3 separate regions of the Mus musculus genome follow, and all the other regions are linked to region 1. Evidence: chromatin contacts called from public promoter capture Hi-C data. All regions are on one chromosome and are shown on one strand. The core of a region is the stretch at or near the end of the contact, and the rest is flanking DNA. Distances in the headings are between cores, read along the strand shown.

The links. Promoter capture Hi-C pulls out the DNA fragments that hold promoters and counts their contacts.
Region 2: a contact with region 1 is called in a promoter capture Hi-C map of liver, with 2.3 times the contacts expected there. The contact joins the promoter of Rfc2 here to the promoter of Eln in region 1. A contact is called at or near these places in 6 of 39 promoter capture datasets (the 3T3-L1 cell line, cranial neural crest, embryonic stem cells and 2 more), 1 of 115 datasets of contacts at active chromatin or transcription factors (embryonic stem cells) and 2 of 9 other capture datasets (adipose tissue and pancreatic islet).
Region 3: a contact with region 1 is called in a promoter capture Hi-C map of stem cell-derived epiblast-like cells, with 4 times the contacts expected there. The contact joins the promoter of Cldn3 here to the promoter of Eln in region 1. A contact is called at or near these places in 18 of 39 promoter capture datasets (the 3T3-L1 cell line, 3T3-L1-derived adipocytes, the C10 cell line and 12 more), 9 of 484 Hi-C or Micro-C datasets (the AML12 cell line, B cells, the C10 cell line and 4 more), 3 of 115 datasets of contacts at active chromatin or transcription factors (embryonic forebrain, epiblast stem cells and forebrain) and 1 of 9 other capture datasets (adipose tissue).

The regions. Positions count from the first base shown.
Region 1 is chr5:134,744,682-134,748,825 of GRCm38.p6, forward strand. Eln (elastin) reads right to left here and starts at 2,642. Exons shown (of 37, transcript NM_007925.4): 1 at 2,476-2,642. The coding sequence starts at 2,560. It overlaps Gm30003 (a long non-coding RNA gene), which reads left to right and starts at 1,031. Exons shown (of 4, transcript XR_868587.3): 1 at 1,031-2,627.
Region 2 is chr5:134,580,697-134,584,912 of GRCm38.p6, forward strand. Rfc2 (replication factor C (activator 1) 2) reads left to right here and starts at 1,994. Exons shown (of 11, transcript NM_020022.2): 1 at 1,994-2,190. The coding sequence starts at 2,093.
Region 3 is chr5:134,983,884-134,988,436 of GRCm38.p6, forward strand. Cldn3 (claudin 3) reads left to right here and starts at 2,331. Exons shown (of 1, transcript NM_009902.4): 1 at 2,331-3,593. The coding sequence starts at 2,562. The coding sequence ends at 3,221. Wbscr25 (Williams Beuren syndrome chromosome region 25 (human)) reads right to left here. Exons shown (of 5, transcript NR_026907.1): 5 at 3,550-3,707.

The DNA of each region.
Region 1 (4,144 bases), core at 1,392-3,891:
GCAACAGACAGGCATGCTACCATGCCTGATTTTCTTTTTCTTCTGGTGACCTTTTACTTTCTTTTGGGTTGGGGGTGGGTGGGTAGGGTCTTACTACATAGCAGAGGCTGCCTTGGAACTTACTCTGTAGCACAGTTTCTGGGCCACCATACCTGGCTCATACAACCCTTTTAGCATAGAGGCTGAAGCAAGCCAGTATTCAAAGGAAATGCTATTACTACCTCCGTCAGTGACAAGGGATCACTAGGATCAGACAGGTGGGGGACTAGGTATATGTGACCAGTGGCCAACTCCTCCCAGGACTCTGACCTCTTTGGACTTCAGTGGAGTCTGAACAGATCCTGAAAGGCATCAATTCACATGCCTCTTACTTGAACCCGGTGACTCTGACCACCTGGGACAGAGTTTAGGTTTCTCGTCATAGGGAATAATGGCAACTGAATATGGAGTGATATCACCCAGGCTGCAAGGGAGGAGGGATTGTTCTGTCCTTAAAGGAAGACTCCGCCCCAGGGCTGTATCTTCCTAATATTCCCTGGCACCTCCCCCCAGGGCAGAAAGCTAGTTGATATTAGCTTCCAGGGACAGCTTTAGCCTATCCCAGACTCTAATTCTGTACCTTTCAAGAACTGGGTTATGTAGCCTAGGCTAGCCTTGAACTCCCTATACAGTTAAGCATGACCTTGAACTCCTAACTTTTCTGCTTCCTCCTCCTGAGAGCTGGGACCACAGGCATGAGCCACCACCTCTGGTTTAATGTGGTGCTGGGGATAGAATGCAGAGCTCCGAGTGTGCAAATGAGAACTCTCCTAGGCGAGCCACGCCTCTAGCCTGCTTGTAGATGATACTGAGACAAGATCTCACTATAGCTCAGGCTGCCCTCGACTCGATAGCATCCTGTGTCAGGTGTGGTTTTTCATGCCTAACTTCAGCTTCCCTATTTGTAAAGATAAACAGTTTCTTTATGATGAACTAGTATAACCATCCAGGGAGAAGGGTGGGCAAATGTTACGAGACCACATCTGGGGCAGGAGGGTCAGGTGACCCAGAGACACTGCTCTTTAATGGGTCCTCCCGTTGGTACCCACAAACCTCAGTCTCGTTCCAGCCCTGGAACTCTTGTTCTACAGTGGGCTCCTAGCCCCCAGCAAGTAAGTCTCATGGGACAGATGCTGTTCTTATTCAGTCTCTGACCACAGCCCTGTCCAACCCCGCCCTGTAGCCTCCTGTCCCCAGTCCAAGTTCAGGTTCCCACAACAATGAGGTCTCTTAGGGAAACCAGACCCCAGCAGATGGTTCATAGGTTCACACCTCTTTCCCCACAGCTGGATGCACCTTTCATCTGGGAGCAGACTCCTTCCTCCCCATAACCCAACATGCCCGGTCAGGATACATATCAGATGACCAAAAGGATACCTTGAGGCTCAGCCTCTGATACCAGCCATGTCCTGATTGCCAGGAGATGGGCACTTTCCCCAGCTCACGCTCTGGCCTGTATTCCATCTCAGCAAACCCTCATACAGGCATGGACTCGCTCACGCTCACACACACACAGTGACGTCCTACACCTGGGCACCAGACGTCTTTAGGACATTTTTTTTTTAAGACAGCCTGATAGAACCCAAATGGCTCACTAGGTAGCCAATGATGTCTTGAATTCCTGATCCTCCGATGACCACCACACAGGTATGTGTCACCACGCCCACCTAGTTTACTCAGAGCTTTGAGAATGTTTAGCATGCCTTCCATCAACAGGGACGTCCTCAACCCTCCTGGTTGCTCTTGAGACGGGGTCTGGTTGGCTTTGAACTTACATGTTGGGGGTCACAGGTGTGGCTCACCACGCCCAGCTGGGTGTTGGACTTTGGCAGATCCCATCACACAACTTCACGGTTTGCCTCCCTGTACCTCCATCTGTCTAGGAACGGACTTGTGAACAGACCTTCATACCATCCCAGACACATTTCCTTCAGGGACATGCTTGGCTAGAACCTCACACTGACACCTGTGCAACATAGTATGAAACACACACGGGCGCATACACACACACACACACACACACACACACACACACACACACACACACAGAATCCGAACATCTCCAAGCAAAGACAAACCAGGATTGTCTCTCCCCAGGCTGGTATGTACACAGGTGTGCACAGGTATGCAAACTGCCACCACCACTGGAAAGTACTCAGGTGACTCAGAGGACCCCTTCGAGCTTGGACAGGAGGTAGGGACCATCCTGACTGGCGGGAGTGTAGCTTTGACAGGACCCCTAACACGGAGCTGGCTCCCAAGAGGAGACAGTTCCCAGAACCCTCCCTGTCTCGAGGAGGGGGGATCTGGAGCTGAAGGGCTCATCCATCTCCGGGATTCCCCATCAGTCTTGCCACCTGGCCGGCAGGGTCCCGCAGATTGTGGACAGCGTGGGACCAGCGAGGGGCAGCGTGGGACCGGCGAGGGGCCCCTTACCTCCAGGCTGCGCGGGATGGAGGAGGTTGAGCAAGAGGATCAGCAAGACGCCAGGCTGCGGGACTACCGCTGTCAGACCCGCCATCTCGGGGAGGACTGCCCCAGCCTGCTCTCAGCGCCTCGTTTTATCCCCAAAGCGTAATTGCTGCCTGGTAGGCTGCTGTGAGGGAAGGAGGGAGGGAGAGAGGGCGGGTGAGAGGAGGGCGGGAGGAGGGGGAGCTGGGGGAGGGGGCCGCGGGGGAGGGGGCAATTACGAAAGGCCAGACTTGCAAGCCTCCTAGGCTGAATCTGCCTCGACTATGGGTCTATTTTCCTGCACACACACACACACACACACACACACACACACACACACACACACACTGACGCGCGCGTGCTCTGCCCCCCCCCCCCCCCATCGCTTTCCCGCTTTCCCTCTGTAGCTGTTTGCTTGCTCCTGGCCCTGTTCCCGCCAGAAAGTGCAAGGGGGGCCTTTGCCAGGACAGCCCTCTGGAGAGGAAGCAGGAGGGAGGGCCCAGGCAGCCCGGCCAAAAAATCCCAGCCCTAGCCAAGGCTGGAGTAGCCAGGCCCCCGCCCCTCTGCCTGGGCCCCAGGCCCAGTGTGGGGACACAGGCCAGCTGTCCCGCGCCTCAGCTCCCACCCTGGTCCTGCAGACACCCCAACACCCCCAAGCCTGGCTAGAGACAGGCTTTACCCAAAACTGGGTTAGGTAGGTTGATGGGGCTAAGGGAGTCTGCCTATAGAGTTCAAGGTCTGCGAGCAGAATTGTCTGGGAGAGAGAATAGGATAGACATGGTACCGTGGGGGCATTTTAGGAACAGATTAGAGACCTTGACATACGATCTAGTTCATCATGGTTGAGACAGGTCTTAGCCATCTGTTTGAAGCCTGGGAAAGGGTGTTGGATCTATGGGTCTATGGTTGCAGAGACCAAGGGGCTGAGGTCAGGCGAGTGGCTTGGGAGTGAGAGCCATGTATTTAGTGTCTCCCTAGGGCTCAAAGATGATCCTTGCATAAGGTGTTGGTTGGTTCTGTAAGGGCCACGAGCACAGCTTTGCACCGCCCCTGAGCAAGGCACAGTGTCCAACAGAGGTCATACTGGGTCTTAGGTGCCTGGTAGGGAACATGGAGGTGGGAGCTCTGTGCAGGTGACTATTAACTCAGTATTCTCCTTCTTGCTTGTTCACCACCTGTCCAATGCTCTCACTTGCATCTGGAAACTGATTCTCTTGGAGGCTCTGGGAAGGCTTGATGATGCTATTCCTCTACTGGCCAGAAGGGGGCAGCCTATGCTGAACCAGCAGAGAGCCCTCCAGGAAAGCTTGCGATCAGTGCCCTGGCCACCCTGTCCCTGAGCATATGGAGATCCTGTAAGGCTTTAAGGAATGTGAAGTGTAGGTCAGAGAAAGATTATGTCATTCTCAGACTCCTGAGTGTATGTGGAGTACTGTAGGACAGGAGAGGGAGATGGTTGCTTGCTGTATACAGGTCATAGTTGGTTAGAAGAAAAAGTCTAGGCCATAGGTCCTAGAGTCTTTCTCTTGTAGGGGGTGGTGCAGAGGGGTGAGTTAAAGATGTCTTATCAGATGTCTTATACAGTACAGGGCATAGAGGAGTCTGCAGAGATGACAGCATTGGCGGAGGTGGGGGTGGGAGATCAAAGGCAGGT
Region 2 (4,216 bases), core at 744-3,243, 160 kb before region 1:
CCTGGTCTACATAGTGAGTTCCAGGACAAGCAGGGCTACATAGTGGGGCCCTATCTTGAAACAACAGAGAGGAGAGAGAGAGAGAGAGAGAGAGAGAGAGAGAGAGAGAGAGAGAGAGAGAGAGAGAGAGAGAGAGAGAGAACATTCTTGTCTCTGTCTCCCATCAATCATTTGCTCAGGGATTCATAAGACACATCTTACCCAAGTTGGGTGCAACTGGTCTCTTGTGGCTCTGTAGATGAAGAGGTCCCAGCGCTGTCAGCAGGGACATGCTCACTGAGGAAATGTCAACAGACCAGAAACCAAAGGAAAGAAAGGCTCAATGATCAGCCACCCACAGCTGAGGTCTTAAAGGTCACCCCACATCCAGGGACATAAAATCCGTCCTCTGTGCCCATCAGTAAAAGTTCTCTCCTTGTTTTCTTATTGCTAAAGAGGGAACACAACAACAAAGCATGACCAGAAGTGGTGGCACAGCCTTTAATTTCAGCATTCCAAGGACAGGGGTGGGGGGATCTCCCCTGGTTCAAGTCCAGCCTGGTTCACACATCCAGGTCAGCCAGGGCTACAGAGACACCTTCTCAACAGCAACAATAACAAAAAGCAAGGAAAGCAATTAAAAAACTGCTAATGTTTAGCCAAAGAGTTCAAATAAAAACCTTTGTGCTTACCAGAGGCACTCCGTGGGATGTGTCTGGGCAGGCAGACTACGAAAATAAGCAGTTTGCTGAGGTTGCTAACGGTAGGGCGAGCCTGCTTGGAAATCACCAGCCTTAAACCTTGAAAATGCCACCTTGGAGAAAACCATTTTTTTTTCCTCGTTGATACTGGTGGAACCCAGGCTTCTGACCCATGCCCTATTATTTCTTTAAGAATCTCATGTACCCCAGGCTGGCATCTGTCTTTCAAGTGCTGAAGCTACAGGTATGTGTCATGTCAGCTTTTTTTGTTGTAGTTGCTTTGTTGAGACAGAGTCTCCCTTTTCTAGTCCCAGAACTCACTCTCCTCCTGCCCGGCTTGTTAGTAGTGTAAGAATGGCAGGTGTGGGACTGGAGAGATGGCTCAGTGGTTAAAAGCACTGACTACTCTTCCAAAGGTCTTGAGTTCAAGTCCCAGCAACAACATGGTGGCTCACAGCCATCCATAATGAGATCTGATGCTCTCTTCTGAGGTGTCTAAAGACAACTACAGTGTACTCACATATGATTAAAAAAAAAAAAAAAAAAAAAAAAAAAAAAGAATGACAGGTGTGTGTTACTTTACCTGGCCAGAAAGTATCTTTAGTTTTGTTATTGTTGTATTTTTTTTGTTTTTTTGTTTAATTTTTGTGATAGCTCTGAAATTTGTGATAGTACATAGCTCTGGCTGGCCTTGAACTTACAAAGATCCATGTGCCTCTGCTCCCAAGTACTGGAATTAAAGACCTGTGCCACCAAACCTGGGCCTAGAAAGCATCTCTTTAAAAATACTTATTTAGCCGGGCGTGGTGGCCCACGCCTTTAATCCCAGTACTTGGGAGGCAGAGGCAGGCGGATTTCTGAGTTCGAAGCCAGCCTGGTCTACAAAGTGAGTTCCAGGACAGCCAGGGCTACACAGAGAAACCCTGTCTCGAAAAACCAAAACCAAAACAAAACAAAAAAAACCTTATTTTAGCCAGGCATTGGTGGCACACACAAGAGATAGAGGCAGGCAGATCTCTGAAATCAAGACCAGCCTGGTCTACACAGTGAGTTTCAGAGCAGTCAAGGGCTACACAGAGAAACCCTGTCTCAAAAAAAATAAAAGTCCATGAAAGTAAAAAGAAATGAAATGATTTTATTTTATCTTATTTAATGTCACAATTAAATAAGATATAATAAAATGTCTCCCCCCCCCCCCCCCCCGCCTCTCAAACGCCAGCTCCTGAGATCACTGCGGCCTCTAGCGGCCAGGGATGGCTACGCGGTGCTCTCTGCGCAGGCGCAGGAAGAGATTCACCGCCTCTATAACGCACTTCCGCTTTCCTCTCGGCGTTGCCCGGAAACCAGGACCCAGACTTCCGTCAAAGCGGCATGGGGCGGGGCCTCGGGTGGCGGGAAGAGCAGCCACCGGAATGGAGGTTCAGGAGAGTGGCTGTGACCCATCCGAGAGTGGGGCGCAGGAGCCCTCGCCTGTCCCCAGCAAGACCGCCGGCCACTACGAGCTGCCGTGGTGAGCCTGCAGCCATAGTAACGCGCGCGTAGACGTGAGGGCGGGCCGAGCTCCAGGAACCCTGGGTTCGACCTGGGTCTAGGGGACAGAGAAGGTGCAGATGTCCCCAGGAGCGCAGATTTCCCCTTTCCTTCTTGAAGCTAGATATTCTGTTTTTCTTTCTTTCTTTTCTTTTCTTTTTCTTTCTTTCTTTCTTTTTTTTTTTGAGATCGTGTCCTGTGTAACCCAAGCTGGACTCGAACTCACTACGTAGCAAAGGATGACTTTGAACGTTGATCCTGGGGTGACAGGGCATGCATTACTTCCGTAAAGCAGTGCTGGGGATGGAACACAGAGCCTCGTGCACGCTAAGCTAGCACTCTACGGACTGAGGCCCATTCACAGCCCTGGGGTTCACTGTGAAGCCCAAGCTGGTCTTGAAGTTTCTGCAGTTCTCCTGCTTCAGCTTCCCAAATACTGGAATGGCAGGTGTAAGCCACCAGGCAAAGGTAGAGATTTTTATTTATGGAAATTGAGGAATATGTGTCTCGAGGTTCATCTAAATGATGCTTAAACGTGACTAATAGGCCCTCATGCAGTGCAATGCTAATGGCTTTTATTTATTTTATGTATATGAGTATACTGTAGCTGTCTTCAGACACACCAGAAGAGGGCATCAGAACCCATCACGGATGGTTGTGAGCCACCACTATGGGAATTGAGCTCAAGGCCTTTGGAAGAGCGGGCAGTGCTCGTCACCGCTGAGCCATCTCTCCAGCCCTGGCCTCATATTTTTTTATTTGTTTAAAAATCTCATCTTAAAAAACTATTAGCTTTAGCCAGGTGGTGGCACACACCTTTGATCCCAGCACTTGGAAGTCAGAGGCAAGTGATTCTCTGAGTTGGAGGCCAGCCAGGGCTACACATAGAAACACTGTTTAACAAAACAAAACTCTGTGTGTGTGTGTGTTTCACTTTTGTTACGGTAGGTCTCACCACCCTAAGCTAGCTGCAGACTTTCTGTATAGTCGAGAATGACGAATTCTGACCCCACTGTGTCTTCTGCCTATGGACAGGGGCTGCAGGTGAATTTTGAGCTTTTAGTTTTTGCATGGAACTTGCTGCCAGACCACATGCTAGCATGGAGCTACCCCAGCACTAGTTTTTCTTTATCAAAAGTAAGGTTTCTGACAGCAGACCACAGAGAGGTTCCTCGGTTCACTGAACTATCTCTCCAGAGCAATGGTTCTCAACTTCCCTAATGCTGTGACCCTTTCATACAGTGCCTCATGTTGGGGTGCCCCCCCAACTATAAAATTTTTATTGCTACTTCATAGCTGCAATTCTGCTGCTGTTATGTTATATGATGTCAATATCTAAGTTTATTGGTGGCCTTATGCATTCCCTGAGGAAGGGTCAGTCAACAGCCCCGGGCGGGGGTGGGGGGTCCTCGACCCACAGGTTGAGAATGCTGGCCTAAAGTGTAAAGTATACTAGAAAAGTATGCAAACTGGAAATATCCCTCAGTGGCAGACCCTTGCCTGGCATGCTCAGGGCCTAGGGTTTCATCCCCAGCACTCAAAAAAGAAAAGGAAAGTAAAGAAAAGAAAATGCACCATGTATATAATTTAGCATTGTCTGGTAGCCATCGAAATAAGTAAAAAGAAAGTGGGTATCCCCTTGGAGTAGCTCACACCTTAGCTACACAGGGAGTGTGAGGCCAATGGTTAGAGTGCTTGACAACCCAGTGTAATCCTGGATCCTACACTTTGGAAGGAGAGAACCGACTCCCAGAGTTGTCCTCTGATCTCCACGCCTGTGCCATGGCACATATAAATAATAAACATGGACGGATATATACTTAAGGCTGGAGGTGGTGGAGCTCTTGAGTTCAAGGCCAGCCTGCTCTCTATCAGGAGTTCCAGTCTGGCAAGAACTACGTAGAGAAGCCCTGTCTCCAAAAATAGAGAGGGAAAGGAGAGAAAACAGCAGAATATAAAAAAAGAGCAAAGGAAACTGATGGTCAGATCACAGTAAATCTACAACA
Region 3 (4,553 bases), core at 1,081-3,580, 240 kb after region 1:
TCAGGTTGTCAAGCTTGAAAACAAGGGCTTTTGTCCTCTGGACCATCTGCCTCCAGAAAGCCTTCATCTAGCTGGATGGATCTCAGCTTCCTAGCTAATTGCAAAGCCCCTGGGGCCCTCACAACACGAGGTCATCCCTGGACATAGAGCCCTGGCAGGACAGGTTGCTGAAACAAGGGAAAGTGCTAAGTCAATTACCTCTCAGAGCACCCAGCCCTGTTCTAGGCATCGGGAGTGTCACATAATAAAACAGGCAAAAATGTTTGTCCTTGGAACATTCTGAATGTCCTGGTGGTGGTAACAGACCGGAGCAGAGACAAAGAAACAAATAAATGAGAAACCAAGCGTGGCCTCTCTCACAAAGAAGCTTGCCACTTGTGCAGGGGAGGCAAAACAACCTGGAGTTTAAGGCCACCCTGGGGCGGGGAGGAGTGGAGGGGGCGGGGTGGGGGGGACCGGGAGGAGGGAGCGGGAGGGAGAGAAAAAAGGAAAGCAGGGAGAGAAAAGGAGGGAGGGGGGAAGAAAGGAAAGCCAGAGGCCACTTTAGATAATGTCAAATATGAAAGAAAACAAAGGTATCAAAGTGGCAAAGAGAACAGTGCTTCCAGCACATGGGAAGCAGAGGCAGGTGGATCTGTGAGTTCCGGGCCAGCCTGGTCTACAGCACAAGTTCCAGGACAGCCAGGGCTACAACAGAGAAACCCTGTCTCGAAAACAAAACAAAACAAAACAAAACAGAAAAAGAACGTGGCATTGTGGGTAAGAAGCTGGGACGATTTTGTTGTCCTGTTTCTATTTGGGTGCAGGGTTCCAAGCCACCCACACTGACCTCCAAATCAGCTGGGGAGGATCTCGGTGTGGTGCTTGCTGAAGTGCCATCCATCTATTAGGGTTTATTCCGTGCCAGGGACAGACCAGAGGCTTCGTGCAGGCTGGCCAAGCACTCTAGCCACTGAGCTCCATCTCCAGCCTCTGAAACTATGAAGCGAGGTCAGTGAGCTATGCGGAGAGCTGTAGGAGTGTCTCATGGAGAAAGGACCCCAAGCACGGGTCCTCGAAGAGGATGTATAGGAAACTAAACCAAAAGAGCTGTATCCTAGCTGAGGTGAAGGGAAGAGGCAACGGGAGAAGTCGGAGCATGCGCCACCCCAAGGTGTGCGGCAGGGGAGTCAGTGTCCGGAGGCAAAAGGAATTGGTGTTTTGGGGGCTTTTTTGGTGTTACTTTGTAGCTTGTTTGAGCCAGGGTCTCATGTAGCCCATCTGGCTTTGAATTCTCCGTGTCGCCAAGATGGTCTTGAACTCCTGCCTGCCTCCACTTTCCCAAGCTCTGGGACTACAGGCATGGCATGCTGCACAGGGCTTCTGCACAGGAGTTGTGAGACACAGTTTCGCTGTATCTGGCCTTGAACTCACAGCTGTCTGCTTGCCTCAGCCTCAGGCAGGAGCCAACACACCTGGCTAGACGTCTTTTTTTTTTCTCATGTGTATCAAATCTCTTTCCCACTGTTCACTCACCCTGGTACTCACTCTGCCCCGCCCCCACCCCCAAAGGAAAGAAAACAAGACTCCATCTAGAGAACCTCCGTGGGGGAAAGCAGCTTCTAGGTGGGCGGGCATTTGAGCTAAGCCATGTAGGCTTGCCACCAGCCCAGGTCACATGAGGGTGCTGGACAAGAATTTGAACTCAACACCGGTCCCTGAGGTGCAGAGTGGGCTCTGCAGGTGGTCGTTGTCCCTGGTTTCAGAGTTCTGTATATCAGGTTGCACTTGGACAAGGCCAGAGTGCTTGTGTCAAAGCCTGAGGGACTTGGAGCAGGTGCTACAATTCCATCCACCTACGGCGACAAACAGCCTCAGCCACGCCCCCACCTAGGTCCTCCCAGTCCGGGTTGTCCAGAGGAATTGGCCGCGCCTCCATCCTACGCCTCCCGCGCTAAAGAAGACGGAGGTGGGGGACAAGAGAGTCAAGCAGTTTACAATTGGTGATTTGCACTTCAAATCCTTGAAGCGCCCCTCCCACTCTGTATAGCTCTAGAGAATTCGTTATGCTTAAGGAGCTTGGGGAGGTTGGGAAGGGAGGGAGCTTAGACGACCCCGCCCTCCTTCGATACACACTCTCCCACCCCACCCCCACCCCCGCCACACACAACACATACACTTCAGCATTGAGGTTCTAGCCAAATCCTTTCTCCTATGGTGAAGGGGGTTGGGGAGGACGGACCGGACTGGACGGGACACACGTCACTGTCCCCTGGGCCAGAAGAGCGAGCTCCACCCTCCTCCTCTAGGCACCAAGCTAAGTCCAACCCACCCCATCCCAGAGCCAACCCAGTCTCAGAAGCCAGTCTCCAAAGCCACAGGCAGGTGCAGGGGCAGTCTCTGTGCGAGCCCCAGGAGAGGAGCCGTTAAGCGCGCTCCGTCCTTTGCCACCCACCCGTCGTTCCCGGCGACAGACGTCCGTCAGTTTTCGAAGGGCAGTTGATTCCCAGGTCCAGCGGCCGCGATCCCTGGTCTCCCAGTCCCCTGAGCTGCCCGGCCGAGCCGGTTCAAGTCCAGCAGCCATGTCCATGGGCCTGGAGATCACCGGCACGTCGCTGGCCGTGCTGGGCTGGCTGTGCACCATCGTGTGCTGCGCCCTTCCCATGTGGCGCGTTTCGGCCTTCATCGGCAGCAGCATCATCACGGCGCAGATCACCTGGGAGGGCCTGTGGATGAACTGCGTGGTGCAGAGCACCGGTCAGATGCAGTGCAAAATGTACGACTCGCTGCTGGCCCTGCCGCAGGACCTGCAGGCCGCCCGAGCCCTCATCGTGGTGTCCATCCTGCTGGCCGCCTTCGGGCTCCTCGTGGCGCTCGTGGGCGCCCAGTGTACCAACTGCGTACAAGACGAGACGGCCAAGGCCAAGATCACCATCGTGGCGGGAGTGCTTTTCCTGTTGGCGGCTCTGCTCACCTTAGTACCGGTGTCCTGGTCGGCCAACACCATCATCAGGGATTTCTATAACCCGTTGGTGCCCGAGGCCCAGAAGCGGGAGATGGGAGCTGGGTTGTACGTGGGCTGGGCTGCCGCCGCGCTGCAGTTGCTAGGGGGCGCCTTGCTGTGTTGCTCCTGCCCACCGCGCGACAAGTATGCACCCACCAAGATCCTCTATTCTGCGCCGCGATCCACCGGCCCTGGCACCGGTACCGGCACCGCCTACGACCGCAAGGACTACGTCTGAGGGGCCGGGTGCACGCAGACCGTACCGTCACCACTACCAGCAGTCGATGAACCCCACCCGTCCAGCGTGCAGCCTCGCGTCTGAGACCACCCCACCTTCCAGATGGTGACAGACGACACACAGTCTGCTTGCTAGGCTGGAAGAGGACAGACAGGCTGGCATCTCCCCTTCTCCGGCTGCCACCTGACTACCGGGCCTAGGAACTGTCCAAGCCGAATGGACAAAGAAACCTCGCCCTTCCCAAGAACTGGGCTGGGGTGGCCACTGCAGCTACTTGCCAGCCCCGCAGAAGCTCACAGTGGGCAGAGACAGGCAAACCATGAAACGGGCCATTTCATATTTTTCAATAAAAGTCTTTCGTTTTTTGCAGTCGCTGGAGCTTCCTTATCCTGAACGCCACCGCACAGGCTACCACCTCCCCTACGGGGCACCTGCTGGGGACTGTCCCTCGAATAGCCCTCATCACGGGCAGCGAGCTTTAAACAGCTTCACAGGTTGAGTAAGGAGAAAGTGGGGGTACACATGAGTTTTTGTGCTCACTAGGTGGGTAACACTTGGGAGATATCCCAGCACTGATCTCCACAGACCCTATGGCGAGCGAGGTTTATCTAGCAATCCAGCCAGAGGGCGTATGAGGAACTCTGCTGGAGAGGGGCAAGGGGAAGAACACAGGGACTCTTCTCTGGGACAGCCTAGTTGGTTTGTGCTTGTATCCACAGCCTTGCTCCGGGCATTTGGGGTAGCTGATGTGCAAGCTAAAGAATTACATTCTCTACCGAGATTTCATATTTGGAGACGTGGAACAAAAAGACCTATTGTTCAGACCAAATGCCTCACCTAAAGGACTGCCATTCAGACAGACGGTGGGGATGTGGCTCAGTGGTAGGACACTTGTGTAGCATGCATGGGGCTTGGGTTCCATTCCCAGCACTGGGAGTGTTGGGGGACACCTAAAAGGGACATTTGGCAAAGTCTTCTGACTTGGAGGTGGAGAGATGAGGGGAAAGGCCACCCCACCTTCTTCCCAGTGCCCTCAAGGGAGGGAGGGACCCAGCTTTAAACAATATTGAGACTGGAGGCACCTCTTGGACAAGGTAAAGGGAACTGAGGCGGGGCTCTTGGAGGGGGACAGGTCCCTGGCTTCCTAGGCTTTAAAAGGGTGACATCGTCTGGAAAGTGTAGGTGGAAATGTAGTTCAAGGTTGGCCTCTCTAACACTTAGAAATTTCTTTTCTCTTTCCTTTCCTTTTTTCTTTTCTTTCCTTTCCCTTTTTCTTTCCTTTCCTTTCCTTTTTCCTTTCCTTTCCTTTCCTTTCTTCTTTTCCTCTTCTTT